Linked DNA regions of Gasterosteus aculeatus: region 2 is linked to region 1. A link is a contact called in public Hi-C data. All regions are on one chromosome and are shown on one strand. Each heading gives the region's core, a stretch centred on a gene start, on an enhancer-like site or on the middle of the called end of the contact. The rest is flanking DNA. Distances are from core to core; before and after follow the strand shown. Region 1 overlaps klhl4 (kelch-like family member 4). Region 2 holds the start of eef1g (eukaryotic translation elongation factor 1 gamma).

Region 1 (3,806 bases), core at 951-3,450:
GCATATTTTGAGTGTGAAAATATGTGAGCTTAGTGTCTTTCAACACCTCTGCCCAACCATTTCCTCCTGTGTGCATGGGGGATGAAGACTACAAAACAGTATTTCTTTATCCCAAAGCGCTAGTCGTTAAACAAAAAGAAAGTCTCAATGCGAGAATAGTTTTGGAAAGTGTTTATGTTATTCCAGGTTCTCTGAATGCAGTCTCATGTTCTTTCCAAATAATTGAACTTTCACCACAGGAAATAAGGGTGGTAATGTAAAAACCCATTGTGTTAAAACATCCTCTGCATATTAGCGGGGGAAAACCGCTTTCCTCTGTGACTTGGGATTGAAGAATAACAATGCAGTCTGATAGTCTTCCTGTTTTCTGAATAGCTTTGGTTGGCTGCATGAATCAGCCTGCCCTGTCCTAAAATGAAAAACATCTGCATCAGCTCTCGAATAACTGTCAAAGAAAACTTTGATTTTGAAATGTCAATCAATTCTATTGATTGTTCATAATAAACTTAAACAAATACAGATATAAATACATAAGTATGAAGCACATTTAGGGAGCTTAACAGACAGGAAGGAGCTAAATGCACATTCAACAGAGATGATTTAAAGGACCAGTATGTGTAGGATCTAGTAGAATCCAGACGTGTGTTTGCGGCGATTATCCAATTTAAAATCCCCCTTGCTCACCTCTTCCCTTTCCAAACATCGGAGAACTGCTTTCAGGTAACTGAAACCCTGAGAGGCCCTCTTAGAACCATGGTGTTTGGTGTGTGTGTTCTAGGCTTATGCAGAAAGAGGGTGGTGCGACATAGCAGACTGTGTGAAGAGAACATGCTCCCACATGTTTACATGCAGTGTACACATTTGAAGCTTAGGAAAACACAATTCTTCACTTTCTAAACTAAAGTAAACATAGTGGTTTACGTTATATACGTTTGCATTGCCATTTGTGTAGGTATTGCTGTGCTGGAGGGCCCGATGTATGCTGTGGGAGGCCACGACGGTTGGAGCTACCTCAACACAGTGGAGCGCTGGGACCCGCAGGCCAGACAGTGGAACTATGTGGCCAGTATGTCGACACCACGGAGCACCATGGGGGTCACGGCGCTCAATGGAAAGTAAGTTGTATATATCAAGCTACACACTTTTGCTCCTTTAAAATATCATTGGGCCTGAGGTTGAGGTCCCTAGCTACACACTGAGGAGGTAGATGACTACAGACAGTGATCACAGTGCATGATGTGTGCCAGCTTGCTCCTCCAATGTAGTGGTTAAAATGCCAGTACATCAGGTATTTGCATTGTTATTCATGTTTCAGCCAGCCTTTTACAACATGCCCTTGTTTGACTTTGAAATTTAAGCACAACCATGTCTGCTTTAATAAAAATACAAGGTTTTCATGCAGATGCAATGTAGTAGTGATAAGGTTCATTCTGAAAGTTGATTTTCTGACTGAAAAAAGCAACCCGAACTTGGAATATAAGGTGTAATAACACAGGTATAATTATGTAACTCAGGGTGAAGCATTACTGCAGTGATAGTTTGACAACATTATACTTCTCGAATGCAGATTCAACCTTTACAGATGTATAAGATAAACTACATGGCGGCTGCAATAGTCAGCAGCTCAAAGCGAATGCTGTTCTCATCAGTGTGGTAATTTGTTCGGGGGAATCTAGCCTCTAAAAGCAAGACACTGTATATTTGTATGTTTTAAATGCCTATGAGGTTTGTGCGCCGAAGAAAGAACAAGCTCTCAATGTTAAAGTCAATGCAGAGTTATTTCTGCATCTAGGTCAAATATAGACAACAAGGAAAGTGTTTCCCCCGTCTCTACTTTCTGTCGGGCCTGTGAGTTACAAGCACTTAAAACGTGTGATATTTCTGCCAGAGAACACACACAAAGTAAGGGCCTTGGAAAAGAAATGCTCACTGATGTATCTTCAAAATCCATCACAATATCACTTTTCTATCATTATATTTTACAAAAATCTGACAACTGATGTGAGCTTCTCCCTACAGGTCCACTAGTTCTGTTTGTGCATGTTGGGCGTTTAGTTTCTTGTTTCATTTCTCAGGTTGTTCGCAGTAGGCGGTCGCGACGGCAGCTCTTGCCTGAGGTCAATGGAGTGCTTCGATCCGCACACCAACAAGTGGAGCATGTGTACTCCCATGGCCAAGAGGCGAGGCGGAGTCGGTGTGGCGACGTACAACAACTTCCTGTATGCTGTAGGGGGCCACGACGCCCCGGCTTCCAACCACTGCTCCAGACTCTCCGATTGTGTTGAAAGGTGCTTGCTCTGGAAAACACACACACACACAAGCACAAAGAATCATCCATAACCGGCTTTGGGTTGCAGTTGGATTCATCAGTTATGGGTTTGGAATGAGGCCGTTAGGACAAAAGGGAGACAAACGATCCCCACCCTGTTCCTGCATTTTGAGACTTGTCTGTATTACAACACAATGCTCGATTGAAGAGGTCTAGGGAGTCTAGAGAGTTTTTTTTTTAATTTCTGACTATCTGCCACCATCTAGTGGCCATAATGTCCTGAATCTGATTTGGATCCTAGTGGAGCGTCTCAGTGATAATTCACTTCACAGAAAACCTTCTTGGTTGATATTTTTTTCCCTCATTTGACATTTTATTATCCAATTAGTCCTCAAAATGCTCTCAAATCGTATTAATTCTTTTCTAGTGTTAGTCAATAAAAGAGCAACAAGGTGATCTTTAAAACAGTGATTTTACTCTTTTTGTACTTAAAAGAAATAATTAACTGTAAGGTCTCCAATATGAGAGAATATTTTACAAACAAATGTATTTGCTTAAAATTAATAGAACAAACTAAATGAAGTAGCATTCAACTTTGATACTATTAATTTCAGCACAACGGGAGAAAAATGACTGAAATATCCTGAAATCACTGAAAGAAAATCATAAAGTTTGTCTTCTTCGTCCTCATCTTAGAGGTCAACATGGTGAAAAAAAGAGAAAAGAATTCAACAACATCATCAGTCACTCCTGAGTCCAGCTCTCGGTGGACCCAGGAGCCGCCAGCTGCTGTCCAAGAAACAATTTTTACTTGTAGTGTCAATCTGGCTCTCTGTGGGTGGCGAAAAAGTAAACCATGCAGACATCTGTGATTAAAGCCGGCAAACATCACCTCTTTAATTGGGGATGGGACACGGCCGTCCTCTTGAGAAACAAGTCCATTCATTTTATTTTTTCCTTTGTTTTTAACCATATTATCCCTGATCCAATAAACAGTCAACATATTGTTTTACAGGTATGACCCTAAGACGGACACATGGACCACTGTGTCCTCCCTCAGCGTTCCCCGGGACGCCGTGGGGGTTTGCCTGCTGGGGGACAGGCTTTATGCTGTGGGCGGATACGATGGCCAGTCTTATCTCAACACTGTCGAGTCCTACGATGCGCAGAACAACGAGTGGACTGAGGTAATTACATCAACCAATAATTGATCAAGGGAACAAATAAGAGACTGTTGACATTCAAAATGTTTAATCTGCTTAATGGATTTTTAGCTTGTTTTAGCCAGAACTGGTTGCATGTAGCAGCAGGGTTCCAGTTAACTCGCTTTGGGAGGAGAATTCGGCTGCAGTCACTGAATCCTATCAATATTTTATAGCTTGAAATGTTTTTTTTTCTTCAGTTTTGCCTCTGTAACCCTCTTATCTGCATGAAGCAAAATGGGATTCTTTTTGAAGAGAGCCTCAGATCAGAGGCCTCATGTTAACCCCGCTGTCATCCTGTAGGAGGTCCCTCTCAACGTTGGCAGGGCAGGCGC
Region 2 (3,806 bases), core at 858-3,357, 78 kb before region 1:
TTCAAAGGGGAGGTGGTAGACGCTGTGGTCACCCAGGTCAACAAGGTACGAGAAAAATAATCAATGCAGATCCTCCTACAGATTGTTATGACACGTTTCTAATGCCAACATTTTTACATTCATTGAGAAATTGACACAGTAATGAAGTTCTCTACTAATATATTTCGCAACTTTTAACTTGTATCACTATCAATAAGCCTCCAGGGGAGAGTTTTTGCTTCTGCCATGGTGGATGTTTTTGAAGATGTTTGTAATTGATGAATAGCAGATAATGAAGATTTTAAACTTTTTTGTATTTTACAAATTGGACACATTCTTTCTTTCTTGCAGGTCGGATTGTTCACAGAAATCGGTCCCATGTCTTGCTTCATCTCTCGCCACGTAAGTCATCATAAAAACATCATCGTGGGCTTTTTTAAAGCTTTTGAATTTAAATCCTCTTCATTAGACAATTATCCCCGGTAGAACCGAATGCTGACATTCAGAGTGGGGACAACATTTAACAACCAAATTCATATTCATTCTCCCCAGAAAAGTTATTTCTTGACTATATAATGTAACTTGATATGATTTCTTTATAGAATACAAGATAGGCAGATGGGTTGGAAAATAGATTGCTCAACTGTTAACTTTAACTTATTATTTTATCAATCCAGCCACATGACCATCCATCCATTATTGATATGAAATTGCACACTTAAAGCCTTACCTTTTGATTATGTATGAACATTAATAAGTGGCATTTGTAATCCTGGCCAGTCAGAAAGTAACAGAACAGCACATCGCCCTTTGCAAATAAACAAAACATTTGAATGACGTAATATGTCCAGTTACACAAAGGATGTTCATTTGCTAATGATTTCCACTTTCAAGACATGTATGCTTTGATGTTCAGCTCCAGATTGATGGCCAATTAATGAAATGTCTGCTAATTCCCATTTCAAACTATTGTTGATATATGCACCTTTAAAACCCACTATTGGTTGATCTCTAATCTCACAAGAAAAAAATCTTTTTTTTGTAGTCCATACCTTCAGAAATGGAGTTTGACCCCAATTCCAATCCTCCTTGTTATAAGACAGTTGATGAGGTAAGAAAATGAATTAATTAGTACTTATTATACACTTACTTATACTACTTATTGTAGTTCACCACATATTTGAACAAGTACAAATCCAGGTAATTATAATAACGCTGGTGTACAAACAGAATGAAGCAAGACTAAACTGAAAGTATAATTCCATAACTTGTGTATACAAAGTCGATGCAGTGCTGAATACTTTTGTGCTCCTGTTATTGTTCGGTTCCTCAGTCTTGGATGTTATCTTCTCTTTTCAAGGACATCGTAATCCAGCAAGATGATGAAATTCGGCTAAAGATTGTGGGGACAAGAGTGGACAAGAATGACATTGTACGCTTTTTCTTTTTCTTCATGATTGGATCTAATGTTACTAAGTAGTTTATTGGAGTGATTTACTGTCTCGCAGTTTAAAAGAAAGCTTTTCTCTTCTTTTTCAGTTTGCCATTGGTTCTCTCATGGATGATTACCTGGGTGAGTATTACACAGAATGGCTGTGTAAAACCTGAGCTTTAGAAATGTTTTATTTTTTGTTTTTTAAATGATTGTTGAACACGCCTCCTGTACTTCCAGGTCTTGTGAGCTGATTTGCTGCAGAAGAAACACATTTCACATGGGACACTTCATGCAGTAGCTTACTTATTTTCTTTATAAAATTCCTATGACTTTTACACTTTTATACACAAAATGGTGGAAAAGGTCCCTCAGCAACATTATTGTTATTATAATGTTGCACAGTTTACATTGGTTTTATTGGAACTACTTTAAAAATGGAAAAGGAAAATCCAGGCGAATGCTTAATAAATTAATTGCAAGATGTTAGAGAGTTTGGAAGCATTTATTGTTTCTTGGTAGAAATCACAATTTCTATTTCAACTATGTACTGTTTAGTTTTTGTACACTGACTGTAATAAAGTATTTTATTTCTTATATACCTGTACCAGTTAATATGTTAAACCATTGAGCTTTCTCAACGTGTAACGAGACTTGCGGACAACCTCATTGGTGTTGTGCCGCAAAGCGTCACCCGGTCTAAACGTGACATCAGACGAAACGTGAACGCGGAACCCTCATGTGCGCGCACGACTTTTGGACGTAAAACGTCACCGCAGCGCCCGTTCTTTCTTTCTCTCGTCCTGAAGATGGCGGCGGGGGTGAGTAAGATGGCAAATTCAATGTTTCAGTTTTAACTTTAGTGAATCAATCCGCCGTAAATCAGATCCATCGGCGCTGATATTGGGTACTTGTCCACGTAAACGGTTCCTTTGGTGTGAAAGGTAGCTGCTGTTGAGAGTATTTTTTATTAATTCCATTCAGGAGTCTTCTAAACTACGGTTAGCTTTTGCTATCCTGACGTAGCTTTCGCAAAGAATGACGCTCCTCATCTGGCTTGTGCCACGTTACCGTGGCTCTTTCATGCTGTGAAAACTCACCGTTGCTTTAGGGGTAAATATTCACAACGACGTTGTTTTAATTATGTCCTTTTCGACGACAAGCCGATATCGACTTTACATTTAAATCACCAGCGGGCTTCATCATAGACTGTGGTAGCTAGCAGGGGTTAGCATTCAAAGCCAACTGGAAGCCACGTGAAACTGTATTTGCCTGTCTAACTAAAATCAACTCTCATTTGAGCGGGGTTGTAACCGGGTTTAACAAAACTATACAGGCCCGGTCCATTTTACGCAATGAGTCCAGAATTCCTTTTAGCATCACACACACGAGTGTCGCTAACCAGCAGACAAAGCTCCTCGCTTTACCTGCTCGGTGGCTCTAACGCTACTTTCCCAAGATGTAACTTTGTGTTCTTCTGAAATGGAGTTTTTTTTTTTTACAATATAAAAAAAACAATGGCTTCAGAATATTTTCGCCTTAATTTCTTTTCAACGTGCTAGCAAATATTTGAAGTGTATATATTTTTTAAGTTAAACATCCGCTGTGTGTCCCTCCTCTCCAGACTCTGTACACGTACCCAGAGAACTGGCGGGCCTTCAAGGCCCAGATCGCAGCCCAGTACAGCGGGGCTCGCCTTAAAGTCGCCAGCAACTCCCCGGCCTTCACCTTCGGGCAGACGAACCGCACTCCTGCCTTCCTCAACAACTTCCCACTGGGCAAGGTTGGTCTCTTTAGCAAATGTGACATCGCTCACCATCTTCTAAGCTGCTAAATTCACTGGTTAAAATGTGTTCAGTCATTCTTGAATTGTGCCGTTGTTTGCAGGTACCTGCATACCAGGGAGATGATGGATTCTGTCTGTTTGAGAGTAATGCCATTGCTCACTTCTGTAAGTGTTTATTGGTAATCAACTGTCTTGTACCTTTTTATTTTTTTGACTGCCCATCCAAAAGTTTCATATGCATTGCATACAGATGTCCCTTAACATCACTGTCAAGCCTTATTGATAGCTGATGGGTTAAATCGTGTCTGTTGCAATTATATGCAGCAATCGTTTGCTCTTAAAGCTGCTGTTGAAGGAAATAAATTGTACTGAAATGCAGAAGTAGTGCCATGAAAACTAAATATAGAATGGGATGCCGTTATGCTTAAAACTGTTCCCCTTTCACCCACAGTGAGCAATGAAGCCCTGCGTGGTGCCTCCCCCCAGGCCGCGGCCCAGGTGCTGCAGTGGGTGAGCTTCGCTGACTCGGAGATCATCCCTCCAGCCAGCGCATGGGTCTTCCCTACTCTGGGAATTATGCAGTTCAACAAGCAGGTTTGCATTTCAGCT

What was found. A called contact is a pair of places that touch in the nucleus more often than the background predicts.
Region 2: a Hi-C map of skeletal muscle shows a contact between it and region 1, with 4 times the contacts expected there. The contact joins the promoter of eef1g here to the enhancer-like site in region 1. A contact is called at or near these places in 4 of 6 Hi-C or Micro-C datasets (skeletal muscle, tail fin and whole body).

The regions. Positions count from the first base shown.
Region 1 is chr4:9,016,850-9,020,655 of fGasAcu3.hap1.1, reverse strand. klhl4 (kelch-like family member 4) reads left to right here. Exons shown (of 11, transcript XM_040174557.2): 8 at 953-1,115; 9 at 2,076-2,288; 10 at 3,285-3,456; 11 at 3,775-3,806. Among protein-coding and RNA genes, the nearest start is that of klhl4, 23 kb to the left of the region's middle. Within about 2 kb of position 2,200, at least 5 of the 9 cell types and tissues checked have open chromatin away from gene starts, as enhancers often do.
Region 2 is chr4:9,094,555-9,098,360 of fGasAcu3.hap1.1, reverse strand. It overlaps eef1g (eukaryotic translation elongation factor 1 gamma), which reads left to right and starts at 2,107. Exons shown (of 10, transcript XM_040172655.2): 1 at 2,107-2,232; 2 at 3,036-3,194; 3 at 3,299-3,362; 4 at 3,649-3,791. The coding sequence starts at 2,221. polr2g (RNA polymerase II subunit G) reads left to right here. Exons shown (of 8, transcript XM_040172657.2): 3 at 1-45; 4 at 331-381; 5 at 1,025-1,090; 6 at 1,340-1,411; 7 at 1,519-1,552; 8 at 1,652-2,008. The coding sequence ends at 1,665.